Regions from separate parts of the Capsicum annuum genome. Here region 2 is linked to region 1. A link is a contact called in public Hi-C data. All regions are on one chromosome and are shown on one strand. Each heading gives the region's core, a stretch centred on a gene start, on an enhancer-like site or on the middle of the called end of the contact. The rest is flanking DNA. Distances are from core to core; before and after follow the strand shown.

Region 1 (6,944 bases), core at 4,284-6,783:
CAGTGTATTTGTGTTAAGTTGATCTAATTTCAGTTGTGACAGTGTATTTGTGTTAAGTTGATCTAATTTTAGTGAAGTCCTTTTAAGGAAGATGGGAATTGCATCTACAATGATGCAACCACCGCCGACCAACTACAATCGCCGGAGCAGTTGTAGCCGTTGGCCGTATCCCACTACTTTGACTCCGATGCCGGCGTCGGCGTAGATGCGCCGCCGACAGGTAAGTGTACGCCTATCTCTTTCTCTCCCCCCTTTCTCTTTCTTCCACTTTTCGCTCTTTGCTCTGTTATCGCCGGCGGGACAGGCTTTTCGTCGGCTCGACCCTAGCGACGGCAGCCTGTGTCCAGATTAATAGGTGGTGCTCGACCAGATCTGATTTCGGCAACACCCAGGCGATGCTCCGGCGATATTTAGGCGACACTCCGACGATATTATTCTAGCGACCAATTACAGGGACGCGGCTCAACAGTAGGGTAAAGGCAGCGGCAACAAATTTTGGCGACCAATTTCTGCACCAATTTGCCGGAATTCAACAAAACAATCAAGAAAACATTCATCACTGTGTCTTCTCCAAGTCAGGTGCACTCATTTAATTCTTTTCTAGTTTATTTCTTTCTAGTTTATTTGGTGTAGGCTTTCTATCTCTTTGTCTATCTTGATATCCTGTCTGCTTTTCTTGATTTGTTCCTGTGGGATTACTGATTTCCATTTCTCCGTAACTTAGTAGGTGTTCTTTATTAGCATACTTGGGTGGGTATTATAGTGCTTGTTGTTGCTTGTGAGTGCAACCTCGTTTGTTGTTTTTTTATTGGATTATTTAGCTGTTTTTAGCCGTACCCTTTTTGCTCGTCGTAACTTTGTCTCTTGTATTCTTCACTTTTTTTCTAGTGTATTCTTTTGAGTGGTAGTTGGGGCAATAGATGATGGACTAGGGTCATGTCAGAGGTCGGGTCGGGCATCGGTTCTAGGTGCGAGTTCGGGATTAGAGGCAAGGGGAGTAGGGATAGGTGAGATAAGGGCGCTTCTAGGTTGAGAGTTGGATCCTGGAACATAGGGACGCTTTAAGGTAAGTCTATAGAGCTGGTGAAGATTTTTAGAAAGAGGAGGGTTAATATAGCGTGTGTCCAGGAAACTAAATGGGTAGACACTAAGGCTAGAGATGTGGATGGATATAAGTTATGGTACTCGGGTAGCGTGAGACAGAGAAACGGGTAGGTATCTTAGTAGATGAGGATCTCAGGGAGCAGGGAGCAGGTGGTGTAGGTTAAGAGAGTCAGTGATAGGTTGATGTCTGTTAAGTTGGTCATTAGAGGATCTTCACTGAACGTTATTAGTGTTTATGCTCCGCAAGTAGGTTTGGACAAGGAGGAGAAGAAGAGCTTTTGAGAGGTTTTGGATGAGGTGGTGAGGGGCGTTCCGAGCACTTAGAAGCTTTTCGTGGGAGGAGATTTCAATGGGTATATTGGGTCTTTGTCGAGAGGGTATGATGATGTGCATGGCGGTTTCGGTTTTGGACAGAGGAATGAAGGTGGAGCTTCTCTTTTGGATTTTTCTAGAACTTTTGGGTTATGGATAGCGAATTTGATCTTTTCGAAGAAGGAGGAGCACCTTATTACTTTTTGCAGTTCAGTGGCCAAGATTTAGATTGATATTTTGCTCCTTAGAAAGGGTGATAGAGCGCTATTTAAAGACTGTAAAGTCATACCTAGCGAGAGTCTTTCGACTTAACATAGGTTGTTGGTGATGGACTTAGTAATTAACAAGGGCAGAAAGAAGAGGAGCGTGGAGGCTTGGTCCAGGATTAAGTGGGGTAGCTTGACATTGGTTGGTGCTTTGGAGATGAGGGAGAAGTTGAAGAGGAGGGAGTGTTGGGAGAGTAGAGGGGACGTGGGTAGTATGTGGGAGACGACTGCTAGTTGCATTAAGGAGACCGTTAGAGAGATGTTGGGTGTCCCGAGAGGTCGATTTGGTAAGCATTAAGGGGATTGGTGGTGGAATAAAGAGGTTAAAAGAAAGGTGGAGTATAAGAAAGTGGCTTATGCCAAGTTGGTTGAGAGCAAGGATGATGGGGAGAAGACAGAAGAATAAGAAGGAGTATAAGGTAGCTAGATGAGAGACTAAGCTAGTGGTTACGACAGCTAAGACAACAACTTTTGAGAGCGTATATGTTGCTTTAGAGGAGAAAGATGAGGATAAGAAGTTGTATAGGCTTGCTAAGGCTAGGGAACGGAGGGCTCATGATCTGGACCAAGTGAAGTGCATCAAGGTAGAGGGTGGTATAGTGTTGGTTGAGGATGCGCTTATAAGAAAGAGACGACAGTCCTATTTTCATAAACTCTTGAACGATGAGAGGGAAGGTTTCGTGTTGGGGGATTGGGAGAAGTCTGAGGAGTTTACGATTATGGTCATTGTAGGCATATTGAGGTTGAGGAGTTCGGAGGATGCATCGGGGTAGGACGACGGGGTCAGACGAGATTTCAGTAGATTTTTGGAAGAGCACTAGCGGGGCAGGTTTGGAGTGGTTGACAAGGTTGTTTAACATCATTTTTAAGGCGGCAAAGATGCCTGAAGCGTGGAGGTGGAGTACGATGATTTCTTTATATAAGAACAAGGGATACATCCAGAGTTGTAACAACTATAGAGGTATTAAGTTGTTGAGTCATACTATGAAGGTTTGGGAACGGGTGGTGGAGTTGAGACTGAGAAAGATTGTGACTATCTTTGAGAATCAGTTTGGTTTCATGCCAGACCGCTTGACTACTAAGGCCATTTACCCTGTGAGGAGATTAGTAGAGCAATTTTGGGAGAGGAAAAAAAACTTGCATATGGCGTTTATTGATCTCGAGAAGACATATGACAGAGTGCCTAGGGAGATTCTGTGGAGGTGTTTGGAGGATAAAAGGGTTCCTGTGGCGTACATTAGGTCAATTCAGGACATGTATGATGGCGCAAAGACTCGTGTGAGGATGGTAGGTGGAGATTCGGAGCACTTTCTGATTTTGATAGGGTTGCACCAAGGATCGACTCTTAGCCCTTTTATTATTTTCTTTGGTGATGGATGTGTTGACGCGGCATATTCAAGGAGGGGTGCCTTGGTGTATGTTATTTGCAGATGATGTGGTATTGATTAACGAGACTCGAGGAAGAGTTAATGATAAGTTGAAGATCTGGAGACAGACCCTTGAGTCTATAGGATTTCGGTTGAGCAGGACCAAGACGAAGTACTTGGAGTGTAAGTTTAGTGATGAGTCGCAGGAGATTGACATGTTTGTGAAGCTGAATTCTCAAGCCATTCAGAAGAGAGAGTTTCATGTAAGTTTAGTGATGAGTCGCAGGAGATTGACATATTTGTGAAGCTGAATTCTCAGGCCATTCAGAAGAGAGAGTTTCAAGTATTTGGGGTCTATGATTCAGGGCGATGGTGAGATTGATGAGGATTTCATGTATCATATTGGTTAGTGTGGTTGAAATGGAGGCTTGCTTCGGGAGTTTTATGTGATAAGAAGGTGCCCCCGAAGCTTAAAGGTAAGTTCTACAGAGTGGCAGTCCGATCGGTTATGTTGTATGGCCAGTTAAGAAATCCCACATCCAAAAGTTAAAGTGGCGGAGATGAGGATGTTGCGATGGATGCGTGGTCAAACCAGGAAGGATGGGGTGAGGAATGAGATTATTCAGGAAAAGGTGGGAGTGGCTTTGGTGGAGGACAAGATGCGCGAAATGAGGTTATGTTGGTTCGGACACGTAATGAGGATGGGTGCTGATGCACCAGTGCGGAGGTGTGAGACACTGGATATGGATGATTTTAGACGGAGGAGAGGTAGGTCGAAGAAATATTGAAGGGAGGTGATTAGGAATGATATGGAACAGTTACAGCTTACGGAGGACATGACCCTTAATAAGAAGGTGTGGAGGATACGGATTATGGTAGAGGATTAGAGGGTGGGAGAGTCGGTAACAACAGGGGAGTGTTCTGTATTTGTGTCTGAAGTTTCTTGTTCGTAGGTGTTAAGTGTTGTCTATGATTTCGAATTGATAATTTTAGTATTATCTTGTGGCTAACGTTGTTAGTTTATTTTGCATACTGTACAAGTTTATATGCATTTATGGTATTGTGTTTGTTATATTGTTATTGATTCTAAGCCGGGGGTCTATCGGAAACAACCTCTCTACTTCACCTGAGGTAGTGTTATGGACTGCGTACACTCTACCCTCTCCAGACCCACTAGGTGGGAATATACTGGGTATGTTGTTGTTGTATATTTAATTAATTTTTAACTCTTAAATATTAGAAAAAAATAGTGAAAAAATGATTTTGTCTAAAACAAAGATTTTTAATAAAAGGGCAAAAACTTCAAACAATATTTCTAAGGTCCCTTCACACTTTTAATATATTATAGATTATAGATATAGATTATATTATAGATAGATAATATTGTGGAACTCACTTGTCATTAGGGCTGCTTATCGGGCGGATCAGACGGATAAATATGCTTAACGGTTTGGCTTATCGGATATCGGCTTTTAAATATACTAATTCACTAGCCAACGAATAAGATATCGGTTGGTTCGATTCTGATTAGTAATTATTGGATGGTTAACGAGCGGTATATTGGTTCAACCATTTAACAAATATTAATCAAAATATACTTAAGTAAATATATTTATATATTAGAAGTCAAAACTAGTCTAATATGGTCCAAACTCCGTACTAATGAGCTAGCAAATCAATAAGAAATTCAACTCGAAAATCGTATCAAATCATATATAACTATGATGCATGTGAGCTAGCTAATACAACATGTAGCTCTCTTGCCATAATCGGAAGTCCAAAATAGAGAGTAAAATAACTTGTTTTGGTTTGATCTTTAAGAAATGACGTTTTGATTTGATCAATTTTAAGAAACGGTAGAATATTAAATGGAGCTTTAGGGCTAATAATAGGTACTTTAAAGTATATAGCTAATGGTAAAAGTTAATTATAATAGTTCTTAACGGGTTAACGATTTACCCAATAAGAAAATTGAGTAATCCAGTCCCGCACCGATAAATCGTTAACTATAAAATTTTAATCTGTTTTCCAACCGTTAATCTAATAACCCAATACCAATAAGCCAATAAGTCAATTTTGTGATTGGCTTATCAGTTACGGGTCGATTTTGAACAACCCTACTTGTCACCTTTATTTAATTAAAGACTTAGAGGGACTTTCAGCTCATTTTTCTTCCCTTAGTATTTTCCAACTGTTTTGAGAAAGAGAGGATGACATTGTTATCTTGTGTGAATCATCTAAACGTAAGAACGATAAGATAGCTGTTGATGGACTGATTTCGAGGTAGGGGATAACTGGCAAACAGAAACTCGAAATACATCTCTAGCATTCGTTGTGTTGGTGTTTAATGCTGTCGTGGAGTATTGCGCGTTTGAGAAATAAATAAATATATGGAAATTACGCTGACCCTAATGCACATTACCTAAGGATCCAACTGAATTGGCTTTATTGTTGACTTTAAGTAGCAATAATAAAGAAAATAAGATCTCATACGTAATCATATCATATTACGTTATCAGTCAAAGATGGCTACAAAGAGAAATTGGGACAAGACAGGGTACGGCAAATTCAGGTTAGATGACAAATTTAAATGAAAATTAACAGAGTTTTACTGTTCCAAACTTGCTATGTTTGACTAAACAGTGGAACAAAAGAAGATTTTTGAAAAAAGTTAAATCGAAGTATATCAGGTCTCTGCAGTGTGTGAGGTGCCCCATGTGAAAAAACCGGGAAAAAAAAATGATACGCAAAGTGAGGTAGGGAAGGTTAAGATTTTGCGAATGAAACATAACTTGCCTCACCACCCAATTTACCACCCTTGAGGTGCTAACGATTGGTAAACTCGCAACCTTCAAAGCCACATAAAGACACAAGCCACGACTTTCTTCTCCCAACCAAGAATGATACCATTGTTCTACTTTATCTGGTCAGTTTCCCACATAATCCCAAATGCATGGGCACTGAATGCAAAGCCCAAACCTAAGCTCCACAACCAACAGGCAGACACATTACTTCAAACTACATATGTTATACCAAGTACCAGCAATTAACAATTTCTGCATATGCCCCTAATCAGCAGTATATAGCAATAAAATATCAGTTGACTAAAGCATAAAAAAGTGGGATCTCTCAAGCTTTTGTCTCAAGTTCAGTGCTTGCAGTAGCTGCTGCTTGAGGTTCACTATGGCCATGATTTCCTTCCTCAATTTCTTCTTCAGTGTCGCTATCATCTTCTCCTGCAAAAATCACATCATAATATATCCAAAATGGGGATGAAACAAGATCCAATCCCAACACGTGACCCTTGGATATCAATTCTAGCTGCATAACAAAAAAACAGGTTTACCTTCAGGCACATCGGCATCAAAATCCCCCGAACCACCGCCCATGTTGAGTTGCTGAAATATCAAGAGAAAGGTAATGTAAGCCCAAGATCAGCACATATCAACAGCAATAACTACAGTATACTTATTTCATGATCATGCTTACCGAAAAGTCGATGTCGCCAAAATCCATATCTGGTCCAGCTGCTGCAAAATTTTAAATCATGGTAAATATTGTAGGAAAATTATTTAGTTATTTCAAAATAATTTGAAGTATATTGAAAAAGCTATATCTTTAAATGTATTTTAGAAGCCATCAAGAGATATACTTGAGAAGGCTTACTTTGGAAGCCATCAGGAGATATACTGGAGAAGGCTTACTCTAGAAGTCATCAAGAGGTGTACTTGAGAAGCTACGTCTTACCTATAAATACTCCTTCAATCCTTACAACAATTATTAACATTCTTAATTTCCTCTTTAGTTTCTCTCTTATAATCCTGCTTAATGATTTAGTTATAATAGTTTAACTTGCTGGTATTTGTACTAATAATTTTGTTGATTCCTGTATCCT
Region 2 (6,978 bases), core at 723-3,222, 76 kb after region 1:
GCTATGCCTACTTGCTCTACTTTTCTTTTTTTCTAAAGTGGTCAGTTTAAAAAGTGATATCTATCTAAAAAGATTGTCAAAGACTCAGATGTCAAACGTTCTTTGCACCTGCTTCCTGATAATGTCAATCCATTAAACTATGCATTCATTTGGCTGGCAATCATTTTGATGTGGCTATGTAGGCTCACTTCTTAAATTTATTTTATAGTAATATGAAGATTTTATTAACTTGCAGCTATTTTATAAGCTATGCATTTGATTGCCTAAAGGTAGTTTTTCCTTTGTATCTATTAACTCATTTCATGACTTTATATTAAACTATTTTACAGGCAAAGTGTAGATGAAGGTCTTGTCATGAAAAAGAAACAGAAGCCATTTTCTAGTTGAAAGCATCTCTAAGAATCAAAGAACACTTGTATGAGGCCCAAAAAAAATTGCAAAAATCTGGTTGGCTTACGAAAGAAGTGTGGGTCAAGTTCTTGAAAATATGGGATACTTCGAAATATAAGGCGAAGAGGGAACGAGCAAAGGTAAATCGGGCCTATGAAACGGGTGGCTCGTTGTGTATCAGAGGTTCGATGAGTTTTGCTACCCACCAACGAAAATAGTACTTGACATACTAACATTCGTGCTAGCGATTCTATTTGACACGATATTCAAATATTGTTCACAAGTCTTGCCAAATTGGTAAGACTAATCTGTGTTCTTCAATCGTTTACAAATTGTTGGATTGGTAATACTATAACCAATTAACATATATCCATTATATATCCTAAGGGTGGTTTGTAAACAACACTCTGGAGCTTATCATCAATTGATTTATGTAGCTCAAACTGCAAGGGAAAGAAGCTGTCTTAAACTTGAATGACTTGCATGTAAAATGTGCAACATGATTAGAAGTTCAGTTTTCTATAGATGGTCAAATACTTCAGAATTTTTTTATGCACTAACTTATTAGCGCTGCTATTGCAGTCCAAATCATATTTTTAGAAATAAAGTATGGGTCAGCAGGATTATGAATCTATCACTGAAAAGACAAGGGGTCATTATTTCACAACAAGACTTAACCAATGCTTCTCTGGGATGATAAACTCATAATATGGTAATTTATTCCTTGTGATATTTATGGAACTCAAGATTTCTGGGTTAGTCGTTATGGTTTTGAATAAACAAAAATGGTAGATCATGAGCTGGAAACGCCTCTGAAGTTCGATGTATCATGTGCGCCATTTTTTAAGACAAAGGGTTGTATATATGTCACTTTAGATTTTGATTTCTAGTTGGTTGTTCCTTTTGAACGAGTACTCGTGTTATTTCACTGTCTGTTTTATTTAAGTTAAAAGCACTCCTGTCCATATCTGGTATCTTTTGTTTTTCTGTTACTGTGAATGGTGGACATAAAATCATGTAAATGTGCAACATGATTATATTTATGTATCATCAAGTGACTTGCTCGAAGAGTGTGTAAATTACTGGGGGATGTGAGATTTAATGGTGTAAGTGAATTTAAAATGTGCAACATGATTAGATGTTCAATTTTCTACTTCACATTCTTTATTTGAACTTGAATTCGCTGGAACTTCTAACCACAATTTAGGATTTGGGACGGACAGATTTCCTTTTGGATGGCTCAACTTGAAAATTTCTAAGCCATTTAAGATAGCATGGCTCAACTTGAAAATTTCTAAGCCATTTAAGATAGCATTTTCATACACAACTTTTATTTCCGTGTTAGGTCGCAATTCAAGTGACACATCTTTCTTGCCTCGTCAACCATTTGAATCTCTCACAAACACCACGTAGTCTGTGTACATTGGGACTCTCCAACCGCCACTCTATTGAATTGCATCACCCAGTTGATCTTCCATTTGGTTTCCAATGTATATATCAAAAACCCGATAGTTCCGTTCCTTAACTTCCAGCTGAATGTCACAAAAATAGAGCCTAAAAAGATGGTAAACCCAGATCTAGAGGGAATATCCAATCCAGGCTCTTGCTGTAATTAGCCATCATCCTAGAGGTTGTCTAGACTATGTTTAGCGCAGTGTAAGTCGGGGTTTTAAAAGTGTAAGTGATGTTGACATGTAAATGAGGAGTTTGATAGCCATATCCAACTACAAAGTCTTCATCTACTGCCCACACATGATACATGCATATATCCCTTGTGCTCGAAACCAAATTGCTCCCCACGTTCAGGCTGTACACATTTTCAAGAGCAATGTTATTATTGATGTAATAACGATTATTCTGCCCCGCCAACATGATGCCATCGCTATCTCCGCGGAGATAAAGATCAGTTGGCATGGAGACAATCTCGATCCCATTAACAAAAGCGTAAGAGTTTGGCAAAGGAGAAAAGGTTATATTTTTTGATGGTAAAGAAGACTGCACTATATTTTTGACTAATTAGAATATGTAGTCGGTACCTTGTGTTTCAATTTAAGCTTTTTCCTTACATCCTCACATGCTCACTATTTATGGGGCATGCAAATCCTGGAGTTCTTTTTAAAAGATTAGTTCTGGTGTTCTTTGAGAATCATCCTCACATTATATATATCCTACTAAATCCCTTTTAGAAATGAAAATATAGCGTATATAGGTATGATTCTGAGTTGTAAACTTATAATTCATTGCCTGGAAATGTTATCATTATCTAACAAATGTTATTCAGATTCTTGATGTAATGGATGCCAATGTGATTACAACTTTATCATAAGATCTCCCAAGGAACTTGTGCGGTTAAGACCTTATTTATGATTGTTGGTAGTGTATGTGCACCAGTGCCTAATAGCTGGTGGTAAAAATCAAGTACCTCACTTTCAATGTCATTCACTCTTCAAGTAATTATGGGATAATCGTTTTGAGAATAATTTGACTATTACTGAGTGCTTTCGGAGCTGATATATTCTTTGTTTTTCTGTTCTGAGCAATATAGAGTCTGTTAATGGTTCTAACCCTTTATTTTTTTTTTATGTATTGTCGATATTCTTGATTAAGCTCTCTAGTTTTATCCAAAAGTATCTCCTTGAAGGATTGTTTATCTTGAGCATCTGCTTCCTTAGTACATGTAGTAGGTGTGTGGATATTGTCATATTCCAGCAGGAACTCTATTCATTATTTGTTAAAAAAAACTCCATCATATCTCTTTATTGTGTATGGATTCAATCCTTGCCCCTATATATTTGTTATAGTTGCATGAGTACAAATATGTGACAATACAGGTTGTCATTTGTTTTCACTGTGTGACTTCAAAGATTTGGTGGCTACTGGTATCTCTTTTCTAAAATTTTGTAGCAATACTTAAATTGGGGAAAAAATGTAATTCTTATTAAGGCCTTCGAAGAGACGCATAAGAAGAAAGGGAAGGACAGTATAAGAGAAGATTGGGTCAAAATGCATGCTAAGGATACAAATGTAAGATAATAACTTTACATGCAGTATTTTCTTATTATTCAACTTAGTTTGTTTACATAATGACAAATTATTTTTCTTTCAAGAAGACTTCAAAAATGCACGGAAGATTGGCATCAAACCCAACGTGTTTTAGAGGATGGTACCATGGTCCAACCATCACCTGCATATATGACTAAAATATGGACAACTGTGACCGGTGGTCCAAAAAAAGGTTGAACCTACAGGCTTGTGGTTCTCCAATCCTCGAGTAGTCCTTCGTTGTTGCCCAACTCCTCTTCAAACTATGGAAGAAATTGAAGAGATGAGAAAGAAAATTGTAGAGTTGACGCAACAGTTTGCAGCTAATGATGCTAAATTTTCTAAGTTTGCTAAATTTGAGGAATTGGTCAAGAAGCACATGCCTCAAGTATTTGATGATGAGGAAGAGGGTGAATCTGATGATGATTAGATTGTAGTTGTCGTTTTTTGTTTCTGATTGTGACCTTTAGACTTAAAGTTCACTTGGAATGTTTAAAATATTTGACTCGATGTTTTTTTTTGGATTGTGATGTTATTTAGACTTAAAGTTCTCTTGGGATGTTTAAACTATTTGACTTGATGTTTGTTTTGGGTGTTTCAAATACTTACTCTATGTTTAAGTGGTGGAATTTTTAAATTTTGGTTGTGTTTGTAATTTTCAAATCCTATTGTAAAAAATACAGTGCGTATGTTGTTATCGTTTGTAATATGAGAGCAATGAAAACTAATTAAACAACCCTATTGCTGACAAAAAAAAAAAAAAAATTCAACTATGGTGGTCGGAAAAGTAAATACTTTTCTAGAAAAAAGTTAAGACTTTTGAGTATAGTGGTCGAAATATAAATTGAACAAATCAATATACCGACTATTGTATTCGAAATAAATATTTTACTAAATAATTATTTTATAATTTTTCGACTACAGTAAACAGAAAGATTTTATTTATTAAATAATTATTTATTAATCTTTCGACTGCACTAGCTAGAGTATTATTTTTATTTGATCATTTTATAATTTACATGTTGCAACTACTGTAGTCGGAAATGTTTTTCCAACAAGCTCTTTTTCTACTATCCTAAAACAGTCGAAAAGTTATCCGAAATTTCTTATTTTTCGACTATATTCCGACTGCATTATCTTTTGAAAAATTACAATTTTTTAGTAGTGTCCTTTCCCAAAACAATTACTAATATATATAGCACTGAATAACTAAGAAAAGAGTGGGTTGATAACTTGGACAACAATATGAATTCCTTGAGAGGAGATATTAATATCATTGATACTGATTTATCTTCATTCCACAAGATGACTAAACCTCCAGAACTTCTAATTGAGGGGTATTTGATTTTTTAGAGAATCCCAACTCTTCAGTCAACTGATTATGGTCACTCATTCTAGTTTCTAAAAGAGTTTGAATAGAGGGCTTGTGGATCCTAACTATGACTTTACAATGCCTCATCAATTTAGAATTGTTTGCACCCCTAGTGTTCCATATGATGCAGTTCATTATTGGGTTTGATGGTGTGAGTAAGTCCTATATGATCTCCTTGTCCTTTACCTAAGTGTATGGCAAGATCTTCTTCCCTGATCTCTTTCTTTTTTTGTACATTAAGGACATTATAGTTTAGTAGAAGTTGCCTATCATTGGGCCTAGAGAAGCTATTTCCAGGTCGAACAGCTTGACATCCTTGGTAATAAGGACTATGCCCATTTTTCTTACTATATCCTCTATTGTGAGATTAATGGCCTTCTAGGATTACTGATTTTGTTCTTCAGACCCTCAAGGAGGCAAAAATTGCCTTCATTTCCTTGTTTTTCTATCTTAAAGCCTCTAGTGTTTTCTTTCTCTAGCATTTCCATGGAAAAGCATGGAGTCGCTAGTGCTTGTAGGGACTCCTTTAGAAGTGGGGTAGGCCCAGAGTTTAGAGAAAAGGAGGCCCCTTCTCAGTAATGTGGCCATCTTTGGTGGAAAGAAAGGCATGAATTGACTGGTAAGGGTCATCTCTACATTTAGCATTTCGGGGTCAGAGGTCCTAGAGAGGTTTGATTGGTTAACTTTATTAGTATAGTCATCCATATGTTCTGCCCAAAGTTTTGAATCCCCTGACTCATCCCTTCTATTATCACTTGTGCTAGGTGATACAAGATGAAACTACGAAAACATAAACAACACACAAACACAAAAAATAATGAAACAAAATAAGACAAGTAAGGATAAAAAGAAAGTTAGATAGATTGACACAAATTGATAAAGAGAGGAAAATCAAAGGGTATATTAAACCCGGATACCTTCATATCAATTACCACAAGCACCAACCTCTTACGAGGACCTCACAGGAATGAAATCTTGAGCAACCCATGTTTCTCAATAATCCATAAGCTCCCAATATACACCCGCAAGTGTATCTCTCATTATCATTCATCCACTACCTTTAAAATAAAAAAGATCCTATCTAATTATACGACAAAAGCCATTTATTACAACTTGGGCCCAAAAGTGGAAAAGCCTAAATTGCCACACCTATGCTCTTCGAGGCCCAAGCTATCATCCAAATATAATGTTGCTCCTTGCTCCCTCGAATGGCATCATCAAATGTAATTCCTTCCCAAGATATCCTCCAATCACGTATATGCTTCCCTAGGATGATTAAGTCGTGGATCCTTGGGTTTGGTCCTTGAAGCATAAATTCCAAAAGAATGGAGCCAATTTGGCTTGTATCATCCTCTCTTTATTGAAGAGGATTCGTCCTTGAATCCAACTTCTTTATCGACTTGTTGTTGTACTTTCTAAGCTTGGAATTCTTTGGCAAGAACTCTGTGAGGCCTTCAAGCTCATTTTCATAAGACACCCTCCTTACATCTTTCTTTGAAACTACTTATTCATGATCCTGCACAAATGAAGAAGTGATACTAGGTAAAATACTAGTATCGTGGATAGTGGTCTTAATGTGGGAAGACTCGTTGCTTAATTGGACTTGGATTGGTTGAAAAATGTCTTGTGGAGCTTGGATTGTCTTTGTTTGGGTTGAGGGAACGTTTTCTTGAAGTCTTGGAACACAATTATGGTGAATAATCCCCGGGGTAGTGATAGTGAAAGTGTTTTGGGGACTAAGACGTCTCAAATTTTTCATCTTCCTTTTCAAGTGTGACCATTGCTCAATCCAATCATTCTTATCTTGTCTCAAAACCACAATGACTTCCACTAAGGTATAAAAGGGTGCTCCACCCATAGTTTGGTATATGGTAGGAAGGATATGCAGCAATTAAGGATGACTCATGTAAAAATAAAGGACTTGACTCAATGACACTAACGAAGAAAGAAATGATAAAACACACAAAGAATCAATAAAAGGAAAAAGACTCAAGAACTAACTAAGAAGTAAGGACTTGAATTCAAGAGTTAAACTAAGAAAATAATAGATAAAAGAAAGGAAAGACACAAGGAATTAATACACAAAGGAAGAACAAATCAAGAACTAATTAAACAACTAAGTAGTTTGAGTGTTAGTTGTTAATTAGTGTTAAGAATCAAAGAAGTGAAAGGAG

Evidence for each region. Hi-C and Micro-C count contacts between places; a contact is called where the count stands out from the background.
Region 2: a Hi-C map of leaf shows a contact between it and region 1, with 4 times the contacts expected there. The contact joins two enhancer-like sites. A contact is called at or near these places in 2 of 5 Hi-C or Micro-C datasets (leaf and placenta).

Annotation. Positions count from the first base shown.
Region 1 is chr12:85,122,963-85,129,906 of UCD10Xv1.1, forward strand. It overlaps LOC107850760 (co-chaperone protein p23-1), which reads right to left. Exons shown (of 6, transcript XM_047401872.1): 4 at 6,539-6,576; 5 at 6,396-6,447; 6 at 6,058-6,285. The coding sequence ends at 6,179. It overlaps LOC107850761 (a long non-coding RNA gene), which reads left to right. Exons shown (of 2, transcript XR_007048702.1): 1 at 1-579. Among protein-coding and RNA genes, the nearest start is that of LOC107850761, 3.9 kb to the left of the region's middle. Within about 2 kb of position 5,534, at least 4 of the 5 cell types and tissues checked have an H3K27ac peak or open chromatin away from gene starts, as enhancers often do. A contact at or near this core is called in leaf, where this site is marked.
Region 2 is chr12:85,202,474-85,209,451 of UCD10Xv1.1, forward strand. LOC107851081 (a long non-coding RNA gene) reads left to right here. Exons shown (of 4, transcript XR_001668867.2): 4 at 330-845. Among protein-coding and RNA genes, the nearest start is that of LOC107851081, 13 kb to the left of the region's middle. Within about 2 kb of position 1,973, at least 1 of the 5 cell types and tissues checked has an H3K27ac peak or open chromatin away from gene starts, as enhancers often do. A contact at or near this core is called in leaf, where this site is marked.